Regions from separate parts of the Mus musculus genome. Here region 2 is linked to region 1. Evidence: chromatin contacts called from public Hi-C data. All regions are on one chromosome and are shown on one strand. Each heading gives the region's core, a stretch centred on a gene start, on an enhancer-like site or on the middle of the called end of the contact. The rest is flanking DNA. Distances are from core to core; before and after follow the strand shown. Region 1 holds the start of Klf3 (Kruppel-like factor 3 (basic)). Region 2 has its middle 33 kb from the start of Gm26761.

The links. A called contact is a pair of places that touch in the nucleus more often than the background predicts.
Region 2: a Hi-C map of uterus shows a contact between it and region 1. The contact joins the enhancer-like site here to the promoter of Klf3 in region 1. A contact is called at or near these places in 23 of 39 promoter capture datasets (the 3T3-L1 cell line, 3T3-L1-derived adipocytes, the C10 cell line and 13 more), 1 of 15 datasets of contacts at CTCF or cohesin (CD8 T cells), 48 of 484 Hi-C or Micro-C datasets (the 3T3-L1 cell line, 3T3-L1-derived adipocytes, B cells and 36 more), 42 of 115 datasets of contacts at active chromatin or transcription factors (CD8 T cells, DN3 thymocytes, the SCID.adh cell line and 29 more) and 5 of 9 other capture datasets (adipose tissue, bone marrow-derived macrophages, embryonic stem cells and 2 more).

The regions. Positions count from the first base shown.
Region 1 is chr5:64,801,616-64,805,372 of GRCm38.p6, reverse strand. Klf3 (Kruppel-like factor 3 (basic)) reads right to left here and starts at 1,852. Exons shown (of 6, transcript NM_008453.6): 1 at 1,582-1,852. Gm38457 reads left to right here. Exons shown (of 2, transcript XM_006504241.4): 1 at 1-1,323; 2 at 1,414-3,003. The coding sequence starts at 1,084. The coding sequence ends at 1,878.
Region 2 is chr5:64,665,033-64,668,596 of GRCm38.p6, reverse strand. No RefSeq gene overlaps it. Among named protein-coding and RNA genes, the nearest start is that of Gm26761, 33 kb to the left of the region's middle. Within about 2 kb of position 1,441, at least 33 of the 459 cell types and tissues checked have an H3K27ac peak or open chromatin away from gene starts, as enhancers often do. A contact at or near this core is called in the C2C12 cell line, the HL-1 cell line, adipose tissue and 4 more, where this site is marked.

The sequences.
Region 1 (3,757 bases), core at 603-3,102:
AACTTTGCAGCAGAGAGACAATAGCTCCCTCCACAGCTATGTAGTTTTGTATTGGGAAGGGTTTGCAACCCAAGCAGCTACTGTCACTCCTACACTTTGATACTCTCCTTAATTTCAGCCAAATGGTCACTACAGAGCACCTCCACAGGACTTGGCTAGCGGCGACGGTCTGCAGCAAACCTCAATGATGAGAAAACTGATTTTTCTCTAGGGAGTATAAATTAATCAAACATCTTCTTTCAGGTTTCTCTAAACAGCCTAAGGTAAACACGCACGTTTAAGCCACGGAATAACTCAGGGGGCTCTTTCTTCATAAACCCTAACTTACAAAATTATTAAGATGTTTGTTACATTCCTGGGATGAGGCAAGTTATCATGCAAGCAGAATTTCTTATAAAAAGTGTTCCTCAAATTTATGCATAAAGTTCTCATTTATCTTAACTGGCCCACGTTCACTCAATTTTGCTTAGTGACAAGATATCAAATCCAAATGAATTCAGAATACCAATTCATACTTCCCCCCCAACACCACTCTTGAGAATAAAGTATCTCCAACAATATTAGAGGAAAAAAAATATAAGTTCTTAGAACCAAATCTCATGACTCCGTGTAAAATAAAATCTCAATGACTCTGTGTAAAGTGTTTATTTTGAAGAATACAAGGTAAACATTATCCAGTGTCCATTTAACCTGAATTATTCAAAGGCTCATTCATATTCAATTAGTATTATTGTAAAATACTACTATTGTAAGTACTGCAGTAAAAATTTACAGAAGTGTTTCTGTTATCCGCCAAAGACATGGATATGACAATTCCAACTCTTATTTGCCACCTCCAAGCTATCCAAAGGTTCTGGTCCACACCACTGTCCTGTGGTCCCTACAGGGCTCCGGTTCCCTAACACCGAAGGCGCTCTGCACTGCTAGCCACGCTGCAATCCTTTGCTTCAGGCACTGCGGCAGGTTCTCTCCAAGTCCCCAAAGGCAGTCTCTCCAAACCTCGGTGGTTCTTTTCCTCCCCCCTGCCTTCCCCCACAAGCCAAATGACCCAGCAGTTAGCGCGCTCCGGGTACGGAAAAGGGGATGCTTCTTCAGTCCCAATCGCCCCCAAGTTTCTCGCCAGGGGCGCTGGAGGCTGGGCTCCAAGTTTGCTGGGCGGCAGCTGGGGGGCGCGGGCGGGGGGCGGGAGCCCCGAGTCCAGGCGGGAGGGGGAGGAGCAGGCGCGCGGCCTCGCCGCTACCTGGCTCCTTCCAACGCGGCCGCTCGCGGGGTGCGCCGGGGGCTCCGATGGGAACCGAGCGCGGGGGACCCGGGACCACACAGGTGAGCCCCGCCCGCGGGCTCCCAATCCACCGAGTTCCCCTATCCCACGATCCCGCCCGCCATCCCCTCCCCCTCGCTCCTCCACCCCAGCTCCGAAGCACTTTCCCAAGCCCGAAGGAGCCCTCGCTGCACCCCGAACCCGTTCTCCGCGTCCTGCTTTCTCCGAAGGGAAAAAAAAAAGGAGAGAAAGAGAGAGAAGCAAGCAGATGCGGCGCAAAGCGGGGCGCAGGACGGCAAGGTGAGGGCGCGGGGACTTACTCTGCCAAGCGCGGTGCCGAGCGCAGCGGCCAAGAAACCCAGGCCCGGCTCCCCGGCGCCCGGAACCCCGCGGGCCGGCAGGTCAAGCGCTTCGGGCCGGACGGCGTCCGGGATAGGGACCGCGACCGCACGGACGCGCGGGTGGGGTTGGCTCGGGTGGCGCTCGCACTGCGCTCCGGCCGCGGCTCCGCGCGGCTCGGCTCCCCGCTCCCCTCTGGCTCCTTGGCACCAACTCTGGGCAGTCACATGACGCCGGCGCCGCTCGCTCTGCGAGCCTCCCCGGGGCTGGCGGGGTAAGTAGAGGCTGGGAGCCGGGGTGGGAGGGTCAGGGAGGGGCAGCGGGAGCCGCCACAGCCGCCCGGGCTGGGAGGGGTCCCCACCCACTTGGGTGGAGGCAGCCGCCGGAGGGGTCGGCGAGTCACTGGCAAACACGCACCCCGCCCTGCCCTTCCCCGCCCCCGCCTCCCGCGCCGCCCCCGCCCGCGCCCCGCCCAGTCACCCGGGGCCAGCCTGACAGACACTCATTATTCCCCGGAGCCGGGCGCCGCCCCGCCGGCTCGACCTGTCCCGGGAGGCGCGGCGCGGCCTCGGGGCTGGGCGTGAGCGGCCCCCGCCCGGCTCTCCACCCTGGGCCTCCACCCCGCCTGAGCGCTCCGCCCGGCGCCCTGAGCCCGCGGCCCCGCCCTAGCTGTCCTGGCCTCCTCGCTGCGGCCCGAGCCCCGGGGGGAAGGAAGGGCGGCGTTGGCCCGCTCCGGGCGTCACACGCTCTACGGCCCCTAGCGCCGCTTCCAAAACACACAGCCCGGGTTCGCAGGCGAGCCGAGGAGTGGGGGAGCGAGGCCGTCAATCACTCGCTCCCGCGGGAAGGGCCGCCCCTCCCGGGCAGAGGGCGGTGGAGCGGGTGTTGCGGCCCAGGATGCCCTGTCCCTACGTCGGGGAGCGCGGTGCTCCAGGAGCGATCGCTGCCTTGTGCACAGGGGTCGCGCTGCAGCCTGCGCGCTGGCGCTGTTCGGAGACTTCGGGTCGCCCCTGTTCTTTCGCCTACCCTGCAGGGGCCGCTTCCAGCCTGGAGGGACTTTTCTTGGAAAGGTGGAGACCCCCGGAGGAGTGCGACTCCCCAAGGGCCCGATGCTCTGGAGCGAAAAGGCGTTCGCTGGTCAGCCTTGCTGCCAGAAAATTTAGCAAACTTCGGGCAGATCCTCCCACCTGGGGCGAGAGCTCTGGCTGGCCTGGGGCTCAGCCCCGGGACCTTTCCTTTCACACTTTAAGAGCCTCAAGGCACTTTTTCCGTGGAAACCAGGCCAGCGCGAGGACAACTTCGCTGAGCTTGGTGCTAGGCTAGAGTCGGAGGCTTTTGAGTTTCCTTTTAAAACAGTATTAATGTAATAAGGAACGCAATAAAAAGAACAAAGGACAAATTGGTTCAATTGTTTTAGTTCTGTGTAATGTTTTAAAACAACCCGGCTTCAGTCTATGGCTTGTTATTACTTCAAGATGTTTTAAAGGCCCTGTAAGTTCACCATTCTCACTTCACTTTGATGCTTCAGCCAGGCATGGTACTACTTAAAACGTAGTGATACATAGATTCCCCACTCCTTGTTGTAACTACAAGGTACAATTAAACTAGAACCCAGTAACCTCCAACACTGAAATTGTCTGTCCTGAGGAGACCCAGAACCCACTAGTTCACATTCCAGTATAATGTCCTGTTTAAAATGTAAGTGGTGAGGGTCTTGGGTGGTTTATTTCCAAATAAAATAGTCAAAGAAAAAGTTGGGTTTTTGTTTGTGTGTGTGATTTGTAAATTGCTGCTCCTAGGTGACCAATCATTAGCAATATATTTGAATGGCTAGGATTTAAATGAGAGATAGAAAGAAAAAAAAAGATAAAGTAGATCAGATGGCTTGAAAAGTGGCCCAAGATAAGAAGGGTGGGGATGGGGGTGGGGGTTAACACCTTAGTGAGCACTGATTTGGGTGCCTCTAGGGAAAAAGATCTAATCAAAGCCTGAGTGCTTGTAGTGCTGAGTAGCTCAGCAAGAGACACAGAAACTCTTCCAGGTGGGCAAGTCGGAACTGCCTGAAGTCATCCCTGACCCTTGCCCCTCCCTAGCAGATCGCCAAACTGTCTCCCATCATTACTTACTCCTTGGCCACTACCCTGGTACACCCTGTTG
Region 2 (3,564 bases), core at 192-2,691, 140 kb after region 1:
ATTGGTAATCTGTACCACTAAAGTGCCTGGGCGGCTTTCACCTGCTGCTCCATATTAACCCCGTATGGCAATGCATGGCTGTTGATGCTCAGGCTTCGCCCTGGGCATTGGCGTCAGACTCTTGGGGTGGAAGCCATACCCAAGCATCTATAATTTTAAAAGATGGCCAGACGAGAGCCTGCGTTTAATCCCTAGAACCCAGAGTCCATGTAAAGGTGGAAGGAAATAACTAAGTACACAGAGCACTATGGCATGTAATTCCTCATCATGTACACACACACACACACACACACACACACACACACACACACACAGAGTTATACTAAGTTTAAAAACGTTTTAAAAGGTAGCGGGTGGCTCAAATTCAGAGGCAAGTTTGGGAATCTAAGGCTTAGATGCCACCCGGGGAACCCATATCTTCAAGCCTGACTTCTGGCGGCCTCCTGGTCCAGTCCACAGCTAGAGAGAGGCCTTGGATATGTCTCACAGCCAGGCTCTTTGAGGCTGAACCTTTGTCCCCATAGATTGGGAGACTCTGTTCTTCACTTATAGCTGCTACTGACCAGAAGAGTGGAGAAAAAGCTTTTCAGTGCAATCACTGATATTTTGAAAGAGATAATCCTTTTCATTTCAACCACCAATATAACTTTAAGAAGAGCAACTGGACTGTATATGAAAGCTTTAAACTGTTGTAATTTTACTATTAAAAAATTTCTCATTCAAAGAGATTTATTTCCCTAAACTCTGGACCACCCACTGGTGCATAGCTGTATCCTGTAAATGGGTTGGTGAGAACACAGAAGTCATGAGTAGAATTCAGTGTGGGATGACAGGTGCTCTGTGTAGGGAAAAAAAGGCTAACACTTGATAGTGTGATGGGGGAGGGGAGAGAGTGTGAACAGCAAGAACAAAGCTCATTGTAGACAAATTCATGTCCAAATACTGGCTCCACCCCTGTGTTTACAGCCTAGTTATTTCATACTTTGAGATTCTTCATCTATAAAATTAGTAAACTATCACCCACATTGTATATGTGTTCTGATGTTGGGGTGTGTGTGTGTATGTGTGTTTGGATGTTAAGTGGAAACTAGAGGCTGACAACAGAATTTCTTCCTCAGTTGCCTTAGTTTCTGCCAATGGTCTTGAAGCTTACTATTTTAGCTAGATTAGCTGGCCAGTGAGTCCTTGGGGTCCTCCCATCTCTGCTCTCCCAGCTCTGGGAGGCTACAGATGTACAGCATCACATCTGGCTCTTATCTGGTTCTGCAGAATCCAAATGACTGCAAACATAAACCAAGCACCACTTCCATGATCAAGCTTTGTCCCTCCAGGAACTGCCCTCCTCGGCCTTGTGAGTCGATGGTTCATCTTCACCCTTCCTTAGGCAAGATGAGCTGGAACGTGGCAATGCACAGCTGTGTGTGATAACCCTTCCAGAACATTCTCAGATGCATTCCCCAAGTGTTACTCAATGGGCTGGGTTAAGGGTGGGGCAGATGCTGGCAGAGGGTCACAACAAATTAAAGTGTCTTGAGAAATATATGAAAGAGGCACTCAACTGACAAGATGGTAGGTTCCAGATGTCTTGGTCTTTCCCTCCCTTCCTTCCTTCCTTTGTTCCTCCCTCCTTCTTTCCCTCCCTCCCTCCCTCCCTCCCTCCCTCCCTCCCTCCCTCCCTCCCTCCCTCCCTTCCTTCCTTCTTTCCTTCCTTCCTACCTACTTTTTTTTTAAAGACAGTGTTTCTCTGAGTAGCACTGGCTGTCTTGTAGCTTGCTCCATGGACCAGGGTGGCCTCAAACTCAGAGATCTCTACCAGGTCTTTCTTCCTGAGTGCTGGAATTAAAGATATGCCACACCATGGTCTGCATCTTGGTCTTTTCTAGAGGGTTAAATGAAGTAATATCAAGACAGGCTGTGGCATGGGTTAGAGGCATACATTTCTCAGAAAACCAATTTCTGGAAAGATGGTGCTGTGTAGTTGCAGGAAACTTAGAAGGATATGTTTTTATTGTTTCTTGAAAGAAAAAAAAAGGAGGTTATATGAGTGGAAATTTTTGGAAAGGAGTCAGGGAAGGAGAAACAGATGCAGGGTCATGACCTACCAAATAAAACTGTTATTCCAGGAACTTCAGCAGGCAAAAGCCACTCTGCATGGAGAGCACTGTGGTCCGATAGAGCCTCAGCTTCATGTGCAGGGGACCTTTCTGCCCTAGTGTCCCTGCCTGAGATTACAGGCAGAGTCTTCATAGAGGTCAGTGAGTTAAGATGAGGTCACTGAGATGGCCCTAATTCCGTTTGACTGCTGTGCTCGGAAGAAAGTTTGGATGCAGACACTCACAGAGAAGGACCTTATGGGAAAGAGAGGCTGCCACCTGCAAGCAGAGGGGGACATGGGGAGAGGATGGCCCCTGCAAGCTGAGGACAGAAAACCAGGTCTGCTGATTCCTTCATCTTGGACTTGGAACCTTCAGAACTGTAAGGAAAAAAGCCAGCTTTCCTTGATTTAAGTCCCCTACCCCACACTACCACAGCCATGTGTGGCAACCCAAGGCAAAGTACTCTAGCAACTGAGAAGAGACCAGTGGTCTGGCTCCTGCCAGTGCTTCAGTGACTGTCTCTCCCTCGGCCATTCTTTCTCATTTGTCTGCCACAAGTTCCCCAAAGTGAAAGACTTTGAAGATCTATTTATTTACTTACTCTTAGGATTGAGTTAGTGATTGATAAACAGAAGTGAGTCTTCTACAGAAAGGTGGGTCCTAGTAAGCTGTGTGAGTCCTGTACGCCCCTGAGGCAGCCTTGGAGTGGGGCTCAGCGTCCCATAGTCTTCTTTGGGTGACAAGAACCATCTAGGCTTTACAGAGGATTGGAAGGGCAGGTAGTTCCAATAGGCATCAAACAGTAAATAACTTGATGGCCAACCCTTTCAAAGACTGGTCCGTGACTGTCTCCTCCAGCAGTGAATCCTGCTACACCCCCTACCCCCCAACCCTGGCATCATTTAATTGTTTGATGTTGTCAGTTTGATGTTTGATGTTGGGTCTAGTGATTCACCTCTGCTCTGGCCTGAAAAGCTTCAATCATCCAAGAGTCCCAATCATCCTCTTGGGAGTCCCTTGGAGGCTTATTCTCCTGCTAAGGAAACTAACCCCAAATATTTACCCAGTAGAAGTTGTAAACTTTGACTTTACCTGTCAAGGTGTATCTCTGTAAGAAGCAGGGGAAGCTAGGGCTTTGCCTTGTGGGAACTGCTCCCTCTGAGATCTGAGAACAATGTCCATTCTCATTCTAAGCGAACCCCTCTTGGGACCAGGCTTCCTTGCCCTCTCAGACTTCAGACAGGCACTCCCACTTCCGGTGTGAGCAGTTCACCACCACAGCTGGCCAGGCAGGAACCCTGAGTATGAGCCCAGCCTCAGGGGGTCTTGGGGGCAGTGGAAGGGTAAAGGCTGCCAGAAAATTAATGATAAGTACCTCAAGAGAAGGGCTTACACTACACACTGGAATGTAAGCGAATTACTTCACACAACTCACTGTTGATCATTTGGTCACCAGTACCTCTAGCCA